Regions from separate parts of the Sus scrofa genome. Here all the other regions are linked to region 1. A link is a contact called in public Hi-C and HiChIP or PLAC-seq data. All regions are on one chromosome and are shown on one strand. The core of a region is the stretch at or near the end of the contact, and the rest is flanking DNA. Distances in the headings are between cores, read along the strand shown.

Region 1 (3,527 bases), core at 738-3,237:
AAGCTACAAGGCAGCCTGGTAACAAAGAAGCAATAAAAGCAGCCCCCAAATGGAGGGCTAAGAACCCGTCTGGAGAAAATTTGAAAACGAGCTAGCAGTCACCCCAAATTTAACCGGGAGGGGGATGTAGACGAAGGGACTTGGTTCACTTTTGGGGGGCGGGGGCGGTAATCAACAGCCTAAAAGTCTTCTGAGAATCGCCTGGATGGTGGCTTTGGATCAGCCCAGTTGGCTTTTCAAGTTGGAACTCCGCTAATACAAGGGATTCGCATCCAACGCGGCGACTGGGGTCTTGGGCCAGGCCAGCGGGCTCCCTTAAGGGTGATAACACGTTTGGCAAGATACACTTTTACGGAAACATCTTAACATCAGTTCTGGGGGATATGACTTCATGATTGAATGATGCATCTGAATAAGTGGACAGTGAGAAGACGAGGCTTCATGAAAAGATATGCAGCTTGATTTTCAAAGCAATAGTTGAACAAAGAGTTATTGGCTTGAACTAACCGTCTTTTTCACTCAGTGTGACCCATTTCCCTACAATGAGCTGAAAAATAAAACTGTTTTAGAATTCAGAGCCAGCACCAGGAGAAATGAACCATTACTTCGACTGCTTCTCACCTCCATAAGCAGAAGATAATTCATTTCAGGATCACTAAAGGTAGCCTGATTTGGACACAAGTGAAAACTTTGGGAGCAGAAATGTAGGTGATAGGAGAATGCTTATAAGTGTGTATCCTTGATTTTTAGCCCCACCCTCTCACCTTCTATTCTTTAAATCAGTGCTCTGTCTTTCACGCACAAACAGCTTCTGATACTTCGGTGGCAAGGGTTACAGATGGAGGTACCCTGGGTTCCTTAATAGAAGCTTCCTTTCTAACTCAAGTTAGGCTTGAAGCGTTCAGGGTTCTTCTTGCTATCTCTCAATGTGTAATTTCTCCTTAGAACTGTAATAGTCAATCCGGTTGTTCAGAGTTTCATCACTGCTGTCTCCCTGCCTTCCAGGAGCCCACTGGCTTGCATGCACACTTACGCACGTTCAGAAAAAAAAGAGTCCATCCCATCCTGGCAGTAGGCTGAAAAAAATTCATATCGACGCGAATTGCCTCTTAACTGTAAATATAGATTCGTACACTCTATGCTGTAGGATCTCATTTCACCCTAGAGAAAATTGTCATTTCACACAGCGATAAAATGTAAACCTTTTCGATCTTTTGTACATGGCCCTCACTTAATTTTGTTGGGGGGAGGGGGGAATCATTAATTGGATTGGGGCGGGGGAGAAGGTTGATGAGCGCCGTAGGCCAATCTTGAAATATTTTATTTCATGCCAATGTGGGATAGGGAAGGGAGTGTGGCTTCGGCTGCTTGCTGCTTTTGCATTTTCCACATCTGGCCTACAGACCTAATTCTAACTCGCGATCTCGTTTGATGAAATTCGATCTTCTTGGTTTAAATACCTTTCAATTTCGGGCGATTTCGCATTTGCAACCGTTAAAAAAAAAATGCTGTTGAGTATCTGTGAAGTCAATATGGAACACAGAGAAAGAAAACATGCTGCACACAAACCCCAACCATTGTCTTAAAAACTCGCATAGACACACATACACATAAACACACGGAAAGATGGGGGAGGGGAGAGGGTGGAAGGAGACAGACGCAGATACAGACAGAGGAGAGTCAAAGCAAGTCAAGTTAACGTTTTCTCCGCCCCCATCCACAAGTACTCCCCCTCCCGCGTTAATTAATTACAAACAAAGCAAACCAATCAAGTAATGCATTATTATTTTTAAGCCGAGGGAGGCGAGAGGCATGTATTTTTTAATTGATTTATTTATTTGGAGGACATTAATTCTCGGTATGAGGCTGATTTTCAAACCGTTTGCAAAGCGCGGCTCCATTGTTCGAGGCGAGCGCAGGCCCCGCCCCCTGCTTTGTGTGCAACGCGCGGATTGGCCGGCGTGCGCGGGGGCCGCGTCAGCGCCCGTGAGCCCATTCATCTGTGCACTTGGGCGTTGGACTCCGCATCTTATTAGCAACCAGGGAGATTTCTCCATTTTCCTCTTGTCTACAGTGCGGCTACAAATCTGGGATTTTTTTTATTACTTCTTTTTTTTTTAAACTACACTTGGGCTCCTTTTTTTGTGCTCGACTTTTCCACCCTTTTTCCCTCCCTCCTGCGCTGCTGCTTTTTGATCTCTTCGACTAAAATTTTTTTATCCGGAGTGTATTTAATCGACTCTGTTCTGTCCTCTTCACCACCCCCACTCCCCCCTCCCTCCGGTGTGTGTGTGCTGCTGCTGCCGCTGCCGCCGCCGCTGCTGCCGCTGCTGCTGCTCGCCCCGTCGTTACACCAACCCGAAGCTCTTTGTTCCCCCCTTGGATCTGTTGAGTTTCTTTGTTGAAGAAGCCAGCATGGGTGCCCAGTTCTCCAAGACCGCTTCGAAGGGAGAAGCCGCTGGGGAGAGGCCCGGGGAGGCGGCTGTGGCCTCGTCGCCTTCCAAAGCGAATGGGCAGGTAATTTCTACCTGTGGTTCTGGTCATTTCTTTGGTATCTTTCTCTAGTCCCTACGCTTCCCCTTCCTTCCTGGTCGTGCCTGAGGCGCATTAGGCGGAAAGGAGAGAGCCAGATTCCAATATGAAAGTTGAATGGAAAGCGATAGCCTAAATTGTAAATTTCTCATAGGTGGTGTCTCCCCCTGCCCCAAAGTGGTGGTTCCCAGAAAATCCTGGCGAATTCTCGTGTAGACGGGAGGAAAGAAGTGATAAATTGTCTAAAATGGCGTGTTTGGAGCTTGGCAGAACGTGACTAGCTAGGTGCTACCCCACACCCCCACCCCCAGGCAGGTTGCATTTCTGTTGGGTGGGCACAAAGGTGTTTGGGTGTCTCGTGTTTGTTGTCGAGACTGAGTCGCCTTCAGGATATCTGAACTGGTGTGGTTGTGTAAGTGGGTAGGGAAGTGGGGGGGCGCAATAGGGATGGCGGTGGAGAAAGCCTAGGAGGGAAGGGCTGTCTCATTGTATGCCGAGGCGGCGTGCCCTGGGTTCTTGGAAAGGTGACTGGCCGGTTGGCTGGCTGGAGGTGAACAGAAGGGTTTCACTACCTTTTGATGGGCTTTCCTACTGTTCTAAATCCCTGTTCGTAGCTGTCTAATTACACACACATCTGACTTTTAAGTGGATGGGAAGACTGGGTCCTTGAAGAACCTGTCCAGATGGTCAACAAGAGGCAATTCGTGTGTTTCAGTCAGGGCTATTGGTGTGCGTGGCGCCTGGACCACTGCAGGGGCTGCCCCGGCGCTGCCCAAACCTAGGCGGATGGCCACGGTTGGGTGGGCGCGAGAGGTCGGCCAAGGGTGGTTGCTTCACAAACACCGGGCACGCACCACGCCTCTTTTCCTAGAGCAGAGGCCGTGTTGCTTCGCTTGCCCTAACCTAATGGGGAAGGCGAGCTCTGCCAAGAGGCTCTGAACCCGTTAAAAATGCAAAATGAACAGCTGGGGCGCGCCACGGCTTCGCAAAATCCC
Region 2 (3,569 bases), core at 611-3,110, 100 kb before region 1:
TAACCACAGATGCTTTCAAATCTCTAGGGAGCTTTTAGAAAACATCCCGGCCTCAGCTCCATCTTCAAAGATCCCAGTTTGGTTGGATTTAAATGGGACCAAGGCCACTGGTACACTTCTAAGGGCTCCCTAAGTGGTCCGTAGGCAAAGTTAGGGCTGAGAAGCCCTGTTTGTATCCTTCTCCATTATCAGCAGTGACCTAAAAACCAAATCTCTGATCTTGGCCCCTCTCTTCCTGTTGAACCTGAAGCTTCCTTTCTTTACATGAGCAGAGACAAGTCTAATAAGTAGCAAATATTAAATCACTACAAAATGAAATGGCCTGAGCACAAAGTCCTTCTGTACATACCAAACAAAGATTAAAATCTGTGTAAATAATTCAGGTTTCCAAACACTTTTTACCAGATAATTAAAGCCAAATTACTTTTTCTTTGGCTTGAAAATTTGGGTAATTGGCTTATCTCTCTACCTTGCTCTGGGGTGCAGACAAAGCCTATAGCAAAAAGTAAAGCATTCTGCTGTTTGCTTGACCTCAGGAGAAAAGAGGAGAGGTGGTAATTTTACTTTGTGGTGGAGTGTTGATACAACCAAATCCAAAAGCTGTCAGTCTTTTGCTGGATGAATTGTGACTTCAGAAAACACTGCATCAGAAGTCAGAAACGAAATGTTAATCCCTTCTCTCTGTGCCTCTCGAAACTCTATTTATCTATTTTATTTATTTATTTTTGACAAATCCTGGTATTTTTGTGACAATACTCTCTTCCCATTATTTCCTCGTGGCATGCTAAAGGATCTTTGGGTTCTGACCTTTTGATATGAAAACAGGCATTACAGCCATGATTTTGTGGCTCTTTTTTTCTTTGATTTAGGGAAGTGGCACAAATGTGTGGAATAATCACAGAAGTTCACATTTCCTCTTACAAACAAATGAAAAGGGCAACTCACCAGAGTTTCTCGCTGACTTCAGGGGCCTTTTCTTTAAAAAGAAAGTGAGAAAGAAGAAAATTTAGAAAATATTTAATTTTATGATATCTACAGAGACGGTGACCTGGGGAAGATCCAAGAAGTATTCTCAAAGTTTTAGCAAATTGCTCTCCTGTGAATAGCAGTACGAAGAGCTGAGATAGAATCTTAGTTCAGTCCCCCAACTAATTGTGTGATTTAGGGAAAACTTTCTCTGAACCTTGTTCAGTCTTCAGTAAAGTGATCTCACAGGATCCTTAAAGAGATTAAATTAGATAAGTAATGCGTTTGCATGGTAGGTAGCAAGGAGTACAGATTATTATCCCTCTGGGCAGATTCCCCAAAGGCCAGCTTTGGCTCCATTTCTCAGACTCTTCTCTGTCCACACCAAACTGAGGTATTAAATAATTAAGAAATGGTGATTTGAGATGTTTCCACAGTAGAGGATGTTATTTAAAAAAAAAAAAAATTAAAGGAGAGAACTAACAAACTCAAAACCCACAGAACATATGAAAACTGGATAAGCAGCTTTTATGATACAGCATTCACTTTGGAGCAATAACCCATAACTATGAGGGCAATTAATCCAAATGGGGCCGTAATTATAGAACACGAGGGCTGTGTCATCAAGACACAAAGGAAGCATCTTTCATTCTAATTCCACTGGATTCTAGAGTGACTGGACTTGGACTGAAAGACCCGCACGTGCACAGACCTCAACAGCGACCATGGTGAGGAACCATCAGAGCATTGTCCCCTCCTGAAGAAGCCAGGCTCCTGACCAACCGACCTATGGCTCAGAGCCTCTGTGGGACCCTCCTAGCCACAGCCCCACATCCTGCTGGCTCTGGATTCCTGCTCTGAGCTCACATTCCAAGCCTTCCCTGAACTCCCCCTCCCTGGGACTCCTCCAGGTCACAGCCTGAGGGATTCTGAGGCTGGAAGAAGACACTCTGAGAAGATTAAGGGTGGGAACTCTTTTAACTCCCAAACAAATCTGAAAGGGGGCTGGGGCTCTGCACTTGCAGATGAAAGAGATTTAGGCTTGTGAATCACTGAAAATAGCAGGAAATCAGACAAGAAGGGCCTTGTCCCAGAGTAATAGCCTCACTCAGAGATTAAAATAGGTCTGACCTTTGTCTGTGGGACTGTGTTGTCTCAGTCACATTTAGCCGCTCCAGCTGAGGACCTGTGGAAGCCTCCATCTGCGTGTTTTGAAACTGCATCTCTGCGTCGGGGGTGGCTTCTCCCTCAACACAGAGGAGCCACTTATTCAGGGCAGCACTTACTGGAGCTTATGAGCTCTAAGCCAAGAAAATGGCGCTCACTGAAATTCCAGCTGTTTTTTTTTCTCCTGCTCAAGTGAAGTTACAGAGAAATAAGACAATCAAGGAAATTGAGATTCTCCAAATAACACTGAAGTTATGGGACTGTCATCTACTACCTTACTTGCCTCTAGAGGGGCCCAAGGGTCCCAATCTCTTTGAGTGGCTTCTTTGATTAAACAACTTATTCAGGGGGCATTCCGTGATGGACTGATGGTTAAGGATCTAGCGTTGTCACTGCTGTGGCTCAGGTTCAATCCTTGGCCTGGAAGCTTGCACATGCCAAAGCATGGATTAAAAAAAAAAAGAAAGAGAAATAGGATTGACACTTTTTTTTTAAAGGAAGCGAACATTAAAAGATATAGAAAAAGGAGATCCCGTTGTCGTGGCTCAGAGGTAACGAACCCAGCTGGTTTCCATGGGGACACAGGTTCAATGCCTGGCCTTGCTCAGTAGGTTAAGGATAATGCGTTGCTATAGCTATGATGTAGGTTGGCAGCTGCAGCTTCAGTTAGACCCCTAGCCTGGGAACCTCCATATGCACAGTCCTACAAAACAAAAAAAAAGATATTGAAACAGTAAACAAACAAAAAAGCTTATTTGAGGAGTCAACTCAAATAAGGACACTGGGGTACAGCTTTGTTGAGCAGGATCAACACAACAGAAGGCAAGCTATATATGGATAGGATGCCCCAGATCAGGAGACTAGAAGCCTGCTTTCTACCTCTAGCCCTGCCAATGAGTCACTGCCTCAAATTCAGTTCTCTGCACCTTGGTTTCATCTTCTACAACTATAAAGTGGAGATAATAATACCCATTCCTCTCCGGTTTCTCAGTATATTGTAAAAAGAAATTATTGCATATGTGAGCCCTGGGGAGAAATGACTGAAATCAAAGCATCATTATTGCTTTTTCTTATTGCCAAATAGTCTCTATGGTAATCATGACTTTCTTTCACTAATAACCCATGCTACCTCTGGCCTGGTAACCTACATGTCAAAAGATGGACTTCACGTTGCAGCCTTTGAAGACTTTGAGTCTTTTTTATTTATTCGATTTTTAATTTTTTTTTTTTCACTTTTTATGGCACACTCTTAGCATATGGAAGTTCCCAGGCTAGGGGTCAAATCGGAGATGCAGCTGCCAGCCGACAACAACCACAGCAACACGGGATCCGAGCTGCATCTGTGACCTTACAACCACAGCTTTCAGCAACACCGGATCCCCAATCCCTGCGAGAAGCCAGGGATGGAAACCACATCTTCATGGATACTAGTTGCA
Region 3 (3,983 bases), core at 1,052-3,551, 120 kb before region 1:
ACACACAAGTCCAGCTGCCAGATACGGCTTTCAGAGAACACTGGAGAGCGTTGAGTCCAAGCAAGTTACCATGGTTCTCTGGCTATTATTGCGTCCAGCACATCAGGGAATGGAAATAAGTGTGCACATGTTCTAAAAGGCCCTTTGGGAGAGATCAATGGGGCTGCATGGGGGACACAATGGCAGGCTTTGTCGCAGAGAAAGGATTTGGTCTGGCAAGCAGCAGCAGTCCTGCTGGACAGAGGGTTTGTCTGCAAGGACTGTGGGGAAAAACCATGTGCAGGTTTACAGAGCATCCTCCTTGGGAAAAGTAGGGCATGTGGTGTAATTAAAAGTCATCCTGAAGACATCAGGTAAGAACCTGCTGTTTTTTTAATTAATTGCTTCCGTGATCCTATGACTTTAAAAGGGGTGCCGCTCATACAGGTTTAGAATTATTCCAGGTGTACATCCTCAATCAGATAAGGATAAAACAGTCTATCGGAAAATTTCATAAAGGTGAAAAGGGAAAGAGAAGCAAGAGTATGGGAGAGTGAGAAAGAATAAAAAATTATAAGTGTTCCCATCAGGGCTCAGTGGTAACAAACCGGACTAGTATCCATGAGGATGTGGGTTTGATCCCTGGCTTCACTCAGTGGGTTAGGAATCCTCTGTTGCCATGAGCTATGGTGTAGGTCGCAGACATGGCTTGGATCCCATGTTGCTGTGGCTGTGATGTGGGCCGGCAGCTACAGCTCCAATTTGACCCCTAGCCTGGGAACTTCCATATGCTAAGGGTGTGGCTCTAAAAAGACAATAAAAAGACCCCAAAAAAAATTATAAATAGTCATCCATCTGTAATTTGCTAAAATAATCATGTTCTCTTTTCATGCTCTGTGAACAACCTCACGTCCAAAGTACAACTCCCTACTTGACTTGCATCCTGCCTTTATATATAAATTAGTTGGGAAAAAAATTCCCAGAGTCTAGGTTAACAGAAAACAGCTGGAAAACAAACTGAGAGCCATATGTCATAGATTCCTCCAAGTAGAGAAATTTTTTAAAACTGTTTTGAAGAGTTGGCATGTCCAGAACAAGTAGGGTGAACCAAGGACTTTATGTGGTCTCCACACTCGCGAAAATAAAGATGGTGACGGGAGTTCCCATCGTAGCACAATAGAATCAAATCTGACTAGGAATCATGACATTGTGGGTTCAATCCCTGGCCTCCCTCAGTGGGTTAAGGTTCTGGCACTGGCGGGAGCTGTAGTGTAGGTCGCAGACACAGCTTGGATCTGATGTGGCTGTGGTATAGGCCGACAGCTGTAGCTCCAATTCGACCCCTAGCCTGGGAACCTCCTTATGCCACAAGCGTGGCCCTAAAACGCAAAAAATAATTAAATAAATAAATAAAGATGGTGAGGAGTATATCATTGTGTCAGTTAGGCAAATCTTATCTGAAATATTTTTTCCTTTCTCAATTATAAAATCCCCAACTAAATTATCTAAGTAATTTACTATCATTCTCAACTTTTCTTTTACACCATTGACATCTCCTTAGACGGAGAAATGGTTACATTTTAAAGAACACATTACAGCTCATGCCTTTAAAATTTCTACAATATTATTAACTTCTACTCTTCATGACCCTTCCGGATGAAAGAACACTGGTGGCATTAGAATGGCCTCCGGATGTCATCAGGTCCCATCCCCATCAAAAAGAAGAAATCCGGGACCTTAAACAGGACACTGTCTGTGTCCTTTCTTGAACTGTCTACTCTCTTTTCACAAATCATGATAATAAAACATTATTCTTTAAAGAAAAAAGAATACTTGAGTTAGACTTTATTAACTATAAGGTATGTTGTTTAAGGTAGTAACTTGTTTTAAGTTGTGTGTTTTCTTATTTTTCTCCCATCATCTTACTTGTGTTGTAAAAATCTGTATTCTTCTTTTCCCACTTAATACAGCAAATACGTCCCCTGGTATGACAGTGTAGTGGATATTCTATGAAGGAGACCTAAAAATTACACCTACCTCTTTTCAGAAGCCCCAAGGTTTTCATCAAGCTCATAGCTGTGTGTGTGTGTGTGTGTGTGTGTGTGTGTGTGTGTGTGTTTAGCCAGGCTCTGTGCCATGTGACCCTGCTACCTTAGCTTGATTCAGAACTAGGGCTGACATTGTACTCAATACACACACTCTCTATTCTAATAGGACATGCCAAATCTGTCAGATTTTCTGTCGCAGGTCAGAGAAGGTAAGAGTTGGTGGTTGATGGAATGTTGAGGAAGCCCAGAGAAAACCACAGAAAAGGCAATAAAGCAGGAACCATGAGGCAATATAACTTATGACACATAGTGGAGTAGAGAGAAATTGTGGCCCATTCAGATTAAGCTGAGTCACCCTGTTGTGTAAATCACTAACAAAGCCAATGGTCTGTTACTTTCAAAAGCTGATCAAAGAATTGAGTCATTAGAGATATATGAAATCTCGTAACCATAGTTAACATCTACATAACACTCGCTTAACGTCAGAAGTTGTTCTTTGTTCCCTATGTGTATCCTTCAGTCTAAGCTCTCCATCAGTCCTATGGTGTAGGTACTATTATCACCCTTATTTTTATTTTTATTTTATTTTATTTTATTTTGGCTTTTTACAGCTGCACCAACAGCATATGGAAGTTCCCAGGCTAGGGGTTGAATTGGAGCTATAGTTTCTGGCTTACACCACAGCCACAGTAACACCAGATCCGAGCCACATTTGAGAACTACACCACAGCTTACAGCAACACTGGATCCTTAACTCACTGATCAAGGTCGGGACCAAAGCTGGAACCTCATGGATACTATTTGGGTTTGTTAACTGCTGAGCCACAACAGGAATTCTATCATCCTTATTTTTAAAATGGGAGAACACTGGAGCAAAGCTATTAAGTGACTTGACAAAGATTCAAACTCAGGAGGGTTGGTTTTTATAATAAGAAATATATTTGGGTTGGTTTTCATAATAAGAAATATATCTGTTCTTCATCCCCTTTTCAGACACAGAGCTCCAAAAACTCATGGAATTTCCTAAGTGACAAGAGATATTCAAGGGTCTTGATATTCATAACAAACCTCTTTCAACAACAGCTGAGTTTATGTTAGTGAGGTAATTTGGGGACCGAACCTAATGATGGAGGCTGGTTGCCAGAGAAACAAACCATGTGATTAGAGAGTTGGAACTTTCAGTCCCACCTCACTGACCTCTGAGGAGGGGAGAGGGGATGGAGATTGAGCCCATGATGTAATCAATTGCCCCTATGTACTAAAGCCTCCATAAAACCCCAAAACCACTGGGTTCAAAGAGCTTCTGAGTCAATCCAAGAAGAAGACATAACAATTTTAAATATCTACACACCCAACATAGGTTCATCACAATATATAAGGCAACTGCTAACAACCTTAAAAGGACAAATTGACAATAACATGATAATAGTGGGGGAATTTAACACCCCACTTACAGCAATGGACAGATCATCCAGACAGAAAATCAACAAGGAAACACAAGCCCTGCATGAAGCATTAGACCAGATGGACTTAATAGATATTTATAGGACATTCCATCCAAAAGCAACAGAAGACACATTCTTCTCAAGTGCACATGGAATAATCTCTAAGACTGACCACATCCTGGGCTACAAATCAAACCTCGTAACTTTAAGAAAATTGAAATCATATCAAGCATCTTTTCCGACCACAATGCTATACGACTGGACATCAACAACAAGAAAAAACCTGCAAAAAACACACACACATGGAGACTAAACAACATGCTACTAAACAACCAATGGATCACTGAAAAAATCAAAGAGGAAATTAAAAAATACCTAGAAGCAAATGACAACAAAGATACGACACTCCAAAACCTATGGAATGCAACAAAAGCCATTCAAAGAGGAAAGTTTATAGCAATACAAGCCCACCTCAGGAAACAAGAAAAAGCTCAAATAAACAAGCTCACTT

What was found. Hi-C and Micro-C count contacts between places; a contact is called where the count stands out from the background. HiChIP or PLAC-seq counts read pairs in DNA pulled down with a chosen protein or histone mark.
Region 2: a contact with region 1 is called in an H3K27ac HiChIP or PLAC-seq map of skeletal muscle. The contact joins the enhancer-like site here to the promoter of MARCKS in region 1. A contact is called at or near these places in 5 of 47 Hi-C or Micro-C datasets (adipocytes, embryonic fibroblasts, epiblast stem cells and 1 more) and 2 of 2 datasets of contacts at active chromatin or transcription factors (alveolar macrophages and skeletal muscle).
Region 3: a Hi-C map of embryonic fibroblasts shows a contact between it and region 1, with 2.4 times the contacts expected there. The contact joins the enhancer-like site here to the promoter of MARCKS in region 1. A contact is called at or near these places in 1 of 5 promoter capture datasets (liver), 10 of 47 Hi-C or Micro-C datasets (adipocytes, alveolar macrophages, brain and 7 more) and 2 of 2 datasets of contacts at active chromatin or transcription factors (alveolar macrophages and skeletal muscle).

The regions. Positions count from the first base shown.
Region 1 is chr1:79,787,809-79,791,335 of Sscrofa11.1, forward strand. It overlaps MARCKS (myristoylated alanine-rich C-kinase substrate), which reads left to right and starts at 1,988. Exons shown (of 2, transcript XM_021091501.1): 1 at 1,988-2,517. The coding sequence starts at 2,416.
Region 2 is chr1:79,686,816-79,690,384 of Sscrofa11.1, forward strand. No RefSeq gene overlaps it. Among named protein-coding and RNA genes, the nearest start is that of MARCKS, 100 kb to the right of the region's middle. Within about 2 kb of position 1,861, at least 14 of the 83 cell types and tissues checked have an H3K27ac peak or open chromatin away from gene starts, as enhancers often do. A contact at or near this core is called in skeletal muscle, where this site is marked.
Region 3 is chr1:79,665,675-79,669,657 of Sscrofa11.1, forward strand. No RefSeq gene overlaps it. Among named protein-coding and RNA genes, the nearest start is that of MARCKS, 120 kb to the right of the region's middle. Within about 2 kb of position 2,302, at least 10 of the 83 cell types and tissues checked have an H3K27ac peak or open chromatin away from gene starts, as enhancers often do. A contact at or near this core is called in alveolar macrophages and embryonic fibroblasts, where this site is marked.